Regions from separate parts of the Sus scrofa genome. Here region 1 is linked to region 2. Evidence: chromatin contacts called from public HiChIP or PLAC-seq data. All regions are on one chromosome and are shown on one strand. Each heading gives the region's core, a stretch centred on a gene start, on an enhancer-like site or on the middle of the called end of the contact. The rest is flanking DNA. Distances are from core to core; before and after follow the strand shown.

Evidence for each region. HiChIP or PLAC-seq counts read pairs in DNA pulled down with a chosen protein or histone mark.
Region 1: an H3K27ac HiChIP or PLAC-seq map of alveolar macrophages shows a contact between it and region 2. The contact joins the enhancer-like site here to the promoter of SPRED2 in region 2. A contact is called at or near these places in 4 of 47 Hi-C or Micro-C datasets (embryonic fibroblasts, heart right ventricle, skeletal muscle and 1 more) and 2 of 2 datasets of contacts at active chromatin or transcription factors (alveolar macrophages and skeletal muscle).

What each region holds. Positions count from the first base shown.
Region 1 is chr3:76,892,915-76,898,301 of Sscrofa11.1, reverse strand. All of the region lies in intron 1 of CEP68 (centrosomal protein of 68 kDa), which reads left to right. Among named protein-coding and RNA genes, the nearest start is that of CEP68, 37 kb to the left of the region's middle. Within about 2 kb of position 2,426, at least 1 of the 83 cell types and tissues checked has an H3K27ac peak or open chromatin away from gene starts, as enhancers often do. A contact at or near this core is called in alveolar macrophages, where this site is marked.
Region 2 is chr3:76,523,933-76,529,563 of Sscrofa11.1, reverse strand. It overlaps SPRED2 (sprouty-related, EVH1 domain-containing protein 2), which reads right to left and starts at 1,918. Exons shown (of 7, transcript XM_021087442.1): 1 at 1,239-1,918. The coding sequence starts at 1,264.

The sequences.
Region 1 (5,387 bases), core at 1,177-3,676, 370 kb before region 2:
AACATAAGCATCTATGTTTGCTTTTTAGACATACTGGTAAACAGGCTTTGTATTCTTCTAGTATTGGGATAAAGTCTTGGATTTGGGAGCCTTTTTTCCTGTTACTTTTTATTTTCTTCTTACCAGTTCCTTTATTGTGTTCCAAAAAATGATTTGAGGTATCTTTCCAAAATAGTTCAATGTAACAGGATTTTAATTAAAGTGATTGAGGGAGTTAGGGTAAAAGAAAATTAAGAGAAGTCAAAGATGAGTTTAATACAAAAGATGAGTGCCTCTCTGTGCTATACATTTTATTTATTTACTTTTGGCCATGCCCACAGTATGTGGAAGTTCCCCTGCTTAGGGATCGAACCCATGCTACGTCAGTGACCCGAGCCACTGCAGTGACCATGCCAATACTTAACCTACAAGTTCCCACAAGGGAACTTCCTGTGCTATACATTTTACTTGGATGGGACTACAGATTTGATTCTGAGCTTCCAAGCTGCAAAGGCAAAGAGGAAATTTCTTTAAAAATCAGTTTTATAAGGTATGTGTGCCCAGGAGTGGGACTGATGGATCATATGGTAGTTCTATATTTAGTTTTCTGAGGTACTTCCACACTGTTTTCCATAGTAGTTGTACCAGTTTACATTCCCAGCAGCAGTGTAAGAGGGTTCCCTTTTCTCCACACCCTCTCGAAGATTAATTGACAGCAGGTGTCTGGTTTATTTCTGGGTTCTCTATTCTGTTTTATTGGCTTGTATGTCTGTTTTTGTACCACTGCCACACCATCTTGATGACTGTAGCTTTGTGATATTGTCTGAAGTCTGTGAGAGTTGTGCCTCCTGCTTAGTTTTTCTTCCTCAGAATTGCTTTGGCAATTCTGGGTCTTTTATGGTTCCATATAAATTTTTGGATTGTTTGTTGTAGTTTTGTGAAAAATGTCATGGTAATTTGATAGGGATTGCATTGAATCTGTAGATTGCTTTGAATAGTATGGCCATTTTAACAATATTCTTCCAATCCAGGAGCATGGAATATCTTTCCATTTCTTTGAATCCTCTTTAATTTCCTTGATTAATGTTTTATAGTTTTCAGCATTTAAGTCTTTCACCTCCTTGATCGGGTTAATTCCTGGGCATTTGATTTTTTGGAGGTGTGATTTTAAATGGCACTGTATTTTTATATTCCTTTTCTAATATTTCATTGTTAGTATACAGAAATGCAACCGATTTCTGAATGTTAATCTTGTATCCTGCTACTTTGCTGAATTCATTGATCAGTTCGAGTAGTTTTTGTGTGGAGTCCTTAGGGTTTTCTATATATAGTATCATGTCATCTGCATAGAGTGACAATTTTACCTCTTCTCTTCCAATTTGGATACCTTTTATTTCTTTTGTCTGATTGCTGTGGCTAGGACTTCCAATACTATGTTGAATAAAAGTGGTGAGAGTCGGCATTCTTGTCTTGTTCCAGATTTTAGCAGAAAGGCTTTCAGCTTCTCTCTGTGGAGTACTATATTGGCTGTGGGTTTGTCATAAATAGCTTTTAGTATGTGAAGGTATGTTCCTTCTGTACCTACTTTGGTAAGAGTTTTTATCACTAGTGGATGTTGGATTTTGTCAAATGCTTTTTCTGCATCTAATGAGATGATCATGCAGTTTTTGACTTTTCTTTTGTTAATGTGATGTATGACGTTGATAGATTTGTGTATGTTTAACCATCCTTGTGAACTTGGGATGAATCCCACTTGGTAGTGGTGTATGATCATTTTTTATATGTTGTTGGATTTGGTTGGCTAAAAATTTGTTGAGAATTTCTGTGTCTATATTCATCAAAGATACTGGCCTATAATTTTCTTCTTTGGTAGTATCTTTGTCTGGTTTTGGTATTAGGGTAATGGTGGCTTCACAGAATGTCTTTGACTGTGTTCCTTCTTCAGACTTTTGGAAAAGTTTAAGAAGGATGGGTATAAGTTGTTCTTTTTATGTTTGGTAGAATTTGCCTATGAAGCCATCAGGTCCTGGACTTTGTCTATAGGGAATGTTTTTATTACATATTCAATTTGATTCTAGGGATCAGTCTGTTCAGTTAACCTGTTTCTTCTTGATTCAGTTTGGTAGTCTGTATGTCTCTAGAAAGTTGACCATTTTGTTGGCATATAATTGTTCATAGTATTACTATTATTTTCGTATTTCTGCAATATCTGTTGAGATTTCTCTTTTTCATTTCTTTTGTTTGAGTTCTTTCCACTTCTTGATGAGTCTGGCCAGAGAGAGGTTTGTCAGTTCAGTTTACCCCTTCAAAAGAACCACCTCTTGGTATTATTGGTTTTTTGTTTGTTTTGGTTTTGGTTTTTAGGGCCACACATATGGAAGTTTCCAGGCTAGGGGTCAAATCAGAGCTGCAGCAGGCAGCCTGTGCCACACCCAGAACCTTAACCCACTGAGTGAGGCTCGGAATCCAGCCTGCCTCCTCGTGGTTACTAGTTGGGTTCATTATCATTGAGCCACAACAGGAACTTCTCTATTTTTTGAATCTCTATTGATTTCCTCTCTGGTTTTTTATGATTTCTTTCCTTTTGCTAACTTTAGGTTTTGTTTGCTCTTCTTTTTCTAATTTTTTAGGTGGTAGGTTAAGTTGTTGATTTCAGATTTTTCTTCTTTTTTGAGGAAGGCATGTATTGCTATGGACTTCCCTCTATGAACTGCTTTTGTGACATCTCATAGATTTTGAATGGTTGTGTTTTCATTATCATTTGTCTCGTGGTATTTTTTAATTTCCCTTTTGATTTCCTTGTTGACCCATTGCTTTTTAGTAACATGTTGTTTAATCTACATGTAGTCAGTTTTTTATCATATCTTTTCTATGGTTGATTTCTCGTTTCATCCCATTGTGGCCAGAGAAGATACTTGAAATAATTTCTTTTTTTTTTTTTTTTATTATTATTTTCCCACTGTACAGCAAGGGGGTCAGGTCATCCTTAGATGTATACATTGCAGTTACAGTTTTTTTCCCCCACCCTTTCTTCTGTTGCAACATGAGTATCTAGACATAGTTCTCAATGCTATTCAGCAGGATCTCCTTATAAATCTATTCTAGGTTGTGTCTGATAAGCCCAAGCTCCCGATCCCTCCCACTCCCTCCCTCTCCCATCAGGCAACCACAAGTCTCTTCTCCAAGTCCATGATTTTCTTTTCTGAGGAGATGTTCATTTGTGCTGGATATTAGATTCCAGTTATAAGTGATATCATATGGTATTTGTCTTTGTCTTTCTGGCTCATGAAATAATTTCTATACTCTTAAATTTGTTGAGGTTAGTTTTGTGGCCCAGTATGTGATCAGTCCTTGAGAATGTTCCATGTGCACTTGAAAAGAATGTGTATTCTAATTTTTTTGAATGTAGTGTCCTGAAAATATCAATCAAGTCTAACTTTTCTATTGTGTCATTTAGGATCTCTGTTGCCTTGTTGATTTTCTGTGTGGAAGATCTGTCCATTGATGTGAGTGGGGTGTTAAAGTCGTCTTCTATGATTGTATTCCTATCAATTTCTCCACTTACGTCTGTTAGTATTTGTTGTATGTATCTGGGTGCTCCTATATTAGGGGCATATATATTGGTGATTGTAATATCCTCTTCTCGAATGGATCCTTTAATTGTTAAATAGTGTCCTTTTTGTTCCTTATGGCCTTATGGCCTTCATTTTAAAGTCTGTTTTGTTTTGTGTGAGTATTGCAACTTCTGCTTTCCTGTCTTTTCCATTTGAATGAAATATCTTTTCCCATCCCCTCACTTTCAACTTATTTGTGTCCTTTGCCCTAAGGTGAGTCTCTTGTAGGCAGCATATTGAAGGCTCTTGTTTTTTTTAATCCAGTCTGCCAGTCCGTCTGTTTTGATTGGAGCATTCAGTCCATTGACACTTAAGATGATAAGTGATAAACATGTATTTATCACCATTTTAAACCTTTTCTGGTTGATTCTATGTTTTTCCTTTGTTCCTTTCTTTTTTTGGTTGGATGTTTTCCTTTTATGTTATGCCTGTGTTCTCTTCTTTTGAGTTTTTGTGACTGTATTGTTTGGTTTTGATTTGTGGTTGCCCTGTTTTTCAAGTATATTAACCCCTTCCTATATCTACTTGCTTTATCCTGATAGTCATATAGGCTCAAACACATTCTAAAAAAAAAGAGTCTAGATTTTCTTACTTTCCTTTTCCGTATTTTATGATTTTGACATCCTTTTTTAACATCTTCATGTTTATCTTGTTTATCCTTTTGCTGTTCCTGTATTTATTGTTGCTTTTACAATAGGTTTTGTTTGTTTTCCTTTTAGATCTGTAAACTCGCTTATTTAAGTTATTACTTTCCAGTTGTGATTTCTTCCATCCTGTTTCTTCTTTCTTCTTTTTTATTTAGAGGCGCTCTTGCAGTATTTCTTTTAGAATGGCTTTAGTTTTGCTGTACTCTTTCAGTTTTTGTTTGTTGGAGAAATTCTTTAAATGATATTCTTCTATTTTAAATGATATTCTTGCTGGGTAGACTATTTTAGGCTGCATTTTTTTTCCCTTTTAGAACTTCGAATATATCTTGCCACTCTCTTCTGGCCTGTAGTGTTTCTGTAGAGAAATCAGCTGATATTCTTATGGGGGTTCCCTTATAGTTAACTCTTAGTTTTTCTCTTGCTGCCTTTAGAATCCTCTATTTACCTTTAACTTTTGCCATTTTTATTATAATATCACTTAGTGTGGACCTGTTTGAGTTCAACTTGTTTGAGGCCTTCCTGTATCTTGATATTTGTTTCCTTTAAATTTGGAAAGTTTTCAGCCATAACTTCTTCAAATATATTTTCAGTCCCCTTTTCTTTTTCTTCTCCTTCTGTAATCCCTATTATGCATAGATTGGCCTATTTTATATTATCCCATAGATCTCTTATATTGCTTTCATGTTATTTCATTTGGTTTTCTGTCTGCTGTCCCGATTGGGTGATTTCCATCATTCTATCTTCCAAGTTACTAATTCGTTCCTCTGCGTTATTCATTCTGCTCTTGAGTGCCTTTAGCTCAGTTTACATCTCTGCAAATGAATTTTCTAGTTTTTCTTGGCTCCTCCTTATATTTTCTAGTTCCTTCCTAAAGCAATCTGTATTACTGTTCATATCTGCTCTCAGTTCCTTCATATTCACCCTTAACTCCTTCAGTATTTTTACTGTCTCCTTTTTGAACTAGGTATCTGTGAGACTCCAGAGGCCTGTTTCATTGTTTGCTCCTTCAGATGAGTCTCCTATTTTAACTGGGAATGGTTCCTGAGCTTCTTCCTTTTGCTTGTATTTTTCTTATTCTCTGAGTTTAGGGAAACAAACTACTGTTGTCTTGTAGGGGTATTTATATATGAGGGCACCTCTGGGTATT
Region 2 (5,631 bases), core at 669-3,168:
GCTAATGGCAGCTCTGAATGAAAGGAGCCGAGGCAAGCTCCGGATTTATGAATGTGCAGGGGAGGAGGGGAGGGATATCATGTGACAATAAAGGAGAGCGTCTTATTCACAAAAAAAAAAAAAAAAAAAAAAAAAAAAAGTGGCTGGTGGCGGGCACTGCCACTGAGCAGCGGCGGCCGTGGCGGTGTGGTGACCGCTCGGACCCGGATCGGATGACCTCAGGCAAGGGCCCGGCGTCCCTCCCTCCGTTGTACCCGCGATCGGAAACGCCTCGGGCGCGGATGGAAGAAAGCCAAACCCGACTCCGTGACTGGAGGGCGGGAGGGAGGTGCACCTTGGCAGGGCGCTGGAGAAAGACACCGGTCCCGCGGTGGGCGGTGAATCCGCCCGGGAGCCCCCACTACGAAGCGCCCAGAGCATTGTTCCCCTCGGGCCCGCGGGCCGGGCACGCACGCTTGTGCACGCGCACACACACATATATACACACACATACACACGCCCGCCCGCTGCCCCGCACGCTCCCGCCGCACACCCTCGGATCCTCCCCCAGGAGCAGCAGAGACCCCGCGGGGGGCGCCAGTCCCGGGCCCGGCAGCGCGTGCAAATTCACTCACAAGCGCTGCGAGACCCCTGGGCAGCTCCTGCACGCCGGCCCTCGCGGGGACACAGGCGCACGCAGACCCCCGCGCAGCCCGCGCCCAGTCCTCTCTCCGCTCCGCCGTGTTTTTTTATGAATGAAAATGTGGTATGCAAATGAGAGCGATTCAAGAAAACGAAATGGCGGAGCCTGGGCCCCAGAGGGCTCCCAAAAGGAGCGTCGGGCGAGCAGCGGGGCGGGAGAGTCACAAAGTCACTGTGTTAAAACCCACCGACGCCGGGGAGCCGGAGCGGGGGTGTCAGGTCTTCCGCTCCCGCCGCCGAGGATCTCGGGGGGAGGGGTGTTTGTGAGTCCCCGGAGAGGGAGCGGGGACAGCCCCGAGGTCACCCGCGCGCCCTTGGCCCCCGCAGCGGCCACCAGCCCGCCGACTCAAGGCGCGCCCCCAACGGCCCGCAGCAGCTTTTGCCCCCTCCTCACTTCAACAACAAGGGGTCAAATCTCGCATCCTAAACCCACAGACCAGCTATTCGCTGCACCCCACGCCAAGTTCACCCAACCAGCGTCCCCGCCCGCGTCCTCAGCCCCGGACTCCACGCTGCCCCCGCGGGACACCCTCGTTCCACCCCGCGGCCAAACTTACTCGTCCGGGTGTGTTTCTTCGGTCATTTTCCTGTTCACCTAGACGCCTGTCCCGCGGCGAGCAGCTTTGCTCCCTTCATCTTCCTGTCCGCTCACCCCCCTTCTTCACATCTCCGGAGATCGCCTGATTTGGTGGGGGCGGGGGGGGTGCTAAAGATGAAGGGGGCGCCGCAGAAGGCAGAAGGGGAAGCTGGGTGACCGGAGCGCGGGGTGAGGTCTGGAGGAAGGGGTGCACAGGCAAGCTTGGGTCGGGGGGAGCGAGCGCCGCAGCGCCGAGGGTCGAGGCGGGCGGGGGCTCGGGGTTCGGAAGCGGGCAGAGGGGAATGATTTGGGCAGGGGACGGCGGTGGGGGAGAGGAGGAGAAAAACAAGCTCTCCGTGGAGCGGCGGGGACTGCGGAGAGCGGGAGAGGGCCAGCAGCCGGTGGGGGCTCAGCCTTGGGTCGCCCCCGGGGGGCTGGGCCAATCACGGTTCCGGGGAGCGGTCGGAGGCCGGGGGAGGTGCGCCTGGGAGGCGGTGCAGGGCGCCCCGTCCGAGCCCCATCTCTCGACTCCACCGATTTACTCCATATTGGATTCTCACCGCCGCCAACAGGAGGAGGAAGTAGGGCGGAAGCGATGACGTCTTCCCAGCCGCCAGAGGTGGTGGAGTGCAAAAAGCTTCCTACTTGCGACCGAAAAAAAAAAAAAAAAAAAAAAAAAAAAAAAAGGAGAAAAAAAAAAACTTTGTCTCGCCTATTGAGCATGCTCGGCTTCCTTTCCCCCTCCCTCCTGGCTTCCACTCCCGGAGGAGCCCGGGAGCGGAGTTGTTTGCGCCGCGTCTGACTCCGGATCCTCCTTAGTTAGGCTCCGGGTTTTAAAATGCCCGAGAGGAGGGAGGAGGCGGCAGCCGGGGACTCGCACACATCTGGCTCCCGTTTGGCTCCCTCCCTCCTTCCAAACGCCTGGATTAAAATTCAGAGGGTGAGGAGAGGAGGGGGGTAGACGTAGAGCTCTGGAGGGGACTGGTGGGGTGCTCCGGCTCAGAAGACCAATTACCCGCCACCGTGGGGCCGGAGGGTGGAGGCGGTACAGGTGCCTCTGCCAAGATTCTGTATGGCAGAGGCTTTTCAGTTACACATGAAATCTTGTGATTTTTTTTTCTTGGTAGGGGAACGGGCATTCTAAAGGAAACATTATTTTGTGCATTTTATAAAAAAAGGTAAATCCAACAAGCCCAGAAACTTGCATTCCAGTAGAAATGATGGATTTTCCCAGGTTAAAACGTAAACCCAGGAGTTCCCTTGTGGCTCAGCGGGTTAAGGATCCTGCATTGCTACTGTAGCTGCTCAGGTCACTGCTGTGATGCGGGATGGATCCCTGGTCCACGAATTTCCATATGCCCCGAGCACGATAAAAAAAAAAAAGGTAAACCCAGGAGTTCCCATCGTGGCCCAGCGGAAACGAATCCGACTAGGAACCATGAGGTTGTGGTTCGATCCCTGGCCTTGCTCTAGTGGGTTAAGGATCAGGCGTTGCCGTGAGCTGTGGTGTAGGTCGCAGACGCGGCTCTGATCCCGCGTTGCTGTGGCTCTGGCTTAGGCCGCGGCAGCAGCTCTGATTAGATCCCTAGCTTGGGAACCTCCATATGCCGCTGGTGCGGCCCTAAAAAAAGACAAAAAAGGAAAAAAAAAAAAAGTAAATCCAAATATGGTTTTTTAGTTGTTCAGTAAATCTCTCTCAAGCTGGTGGAGGATGGTCCTTGACCCAGGCCCTTGAAGGCCGCCGATCCTGGGCCAGAGGTTACCATCCACATGGGCTTTGGCACAGTGAGATGGGAAGATGGAGACCTCCTCGAGTCTCCCCTCCATGCACTCCCCTTTGTCTTTAAATTATTTTCCTGCCTTGGCCTGGGACCATGAGCCTGGGTGGGTTCCCGCTTTCTAAAACAGCACTGTCTAGGCAATGGGCAGACCACCTTTACAATTGCACACAGAATCTTTGCTTGGCTTGATGCTCTGCTGTTGCAGTCTTAAAATTCTTTATAGTGTTTGAACAGGGAGCTCCACATTGTTTTCCTTGCCATGGGTCCCACAAATTCCATAGCCATTGGATATTTACTTCTGGGGTCTTACTAGGGAGCAAGAGATACAGTCCCTGCCCTTTCCAGTTCTCCAAACACAGTAGACTTTTCTATCCTCCTGAATGTGCCGAGACAATACGCAGAGATTTTTTTTTTTTTGTCTTTTTGCCTTTTTTGGGGGGCCGCTCTTGCAGCATATGGAGGTTCCCAGGCTAGGGGTCTAATCCAACCTCATGGTTCCTGGTTGGATTCGTTAACCACTGAGCCACGACGGGAACTCCAACACAGAGATTTTTAACGTAATAGCAACCACTGAAAAAATTGAGAAGATTAAGTATATGCCTCAAGTATAGTATACCTAAAGGGTATATCTGTGCATTTGGAGAGCCACAAGTATGCCAAAGATAGTAAGAGTTTCACTCTGAGTCAAGGAAAAATTAGTGGTTAACCCTAGGCTTTGTGCTTTTCACAATCATGATCTTTGTGGACATGGGTTGGGGTTCACGCACCTCTGATGATGAGTGCTGGTGTGGTGGTAAAAAGAGGACTAGACAGGGGAGGCACACCTGGTTTCTGGTTTTCTCCTAGCAGCCCTGAGACCCTGCATGAGGCTTAGTGATCCTCTGGTTTCTTTGAGAAATAGGGATAACAAAGCCGCAATTGTCCTTCTCAGTTTTTGAGACCACTGAGAATCTATGAGAAAGCACTAAACAAAGCAAGACTTCATTATCTAAATCCTCATAAGGCTAAAACATCTACCCAATTCTCACCTTTGCCCACTGTTGCTTTTCTCAATGTTTGAAAGAGTTCCCACTCAGTCACTGCTGAACATGGACATTTGTCCATTTCAAAATTATCCAACCAATGGGCATCTCTTTGGCTTCACTCTCCAGTTTAAGAGTGCTCAAATGGCACGGTGGCAGGTGAAATGATTGTTAATTTCTGCAGGTAGGCAAGCTGAATCTGTGTCATTACAACTCAGTCATCCAGGTTCTGCTAATAGCACTAAATGGCCCAACCTGGAGACCAGGCAGCCAGAGGAGCAAAAGAAAACGTTGTAAAGTCTAGGAGCTACCACGTCCCCACTTAGCTGTTCTGCAGAAAGACTGCAGCAGGTCCTTAGGTTCTCTGAGCCTTGGGTGCAGTGTCTGTAGTGCCAGGATAATATCCACAACATAGGGTTGTTGGGAGAATTAAATGGCTTTTATAAAGTGAAGTCACAGCTGCAAATAGGAGATTAGTGGCAACACGTTCTTCCCTCTAACTGATGGATTACCAAAGGCTCTCCTTTCCACTCCTGGCCCTTTGTTTCTCTTAAAAACAACAACAACAACTTACAATTGTCTTCTGCCTAGTTAATTACCCAAAAGTGGCCTTATGATAAAAATGTACCTTGCTGGTCACCTTTGGTCCTCCCCATCAATTACTGTGACTCCTGCAGCTTCAAGAATAAATGGCGGTATTGGAAGAGTAACTCAGATGTTTACTGATCTGAATATCAGGACGTTATCAAAATCTACTGGATTAGGAGTTCCCGTTGTGGCGCAGCGAAAACGAATCCGACTAGGAACCATGAAGTGGCCGGTTGGATCCCTGGCATCGCTCAGTGGGTTAGGGATCCGGCGTTGCCATGAGCTGTGGTGTAGGTTTCAGACGCAGTTCGGATCCCGCGTTGCTGTGGCTATGGTGTAGGCCAGCTGCTACACCTCCGATTAGACCCCTAGCCTGGGAACATCCAGATGCCACGGGTGCGGCCAAAAAAAAAAAGACCAAAAGACCAAAAGACCAAAAAAAAAAAAAAAAAAAAATTAAATATTTTTTAAAAACCCAAAGCAAAATCTACTGGATTGTTTGTTACCAGGAGTATCACGGATTCAGGGCTTTAACTTAAGGACATTGCTTAAAGAACGAAATACCCACATCCCTGTCTCTCCCCCACGACCAGCAAAACAGGGGCAAGCAGCTCTGAACACGGTCAAATCAAGATTGTCTCGTACAGCTTCAAAAGTAATGTTGATCTACTCACAACTTCACGCTAACCCGGAGCCCCTAGTAGGACCCCCACCTACCCGCCTCTCCACCAGAGCCCAGGGCTGGGGCGCACCCCCCTCCTGACTCCACCTCGTTGGCCGCCAGGAAAGCCCGGAGCTCGGAACCGGAGCGACCCTCGGCGGCCGCGGAACGGGCATGCTCAGTAGACCCGCAGGTCTCGTTTCAGTCGGAAGCGGGCCGCAATCCCCGCTCGGCAATGACTCGGGGAGCAGCAGACATTTTCTACTTCTCAGCAATTCTGTCTTTCTTGTCTTTTGCCCCCTCTCTGCGTCCTCCAGCTTC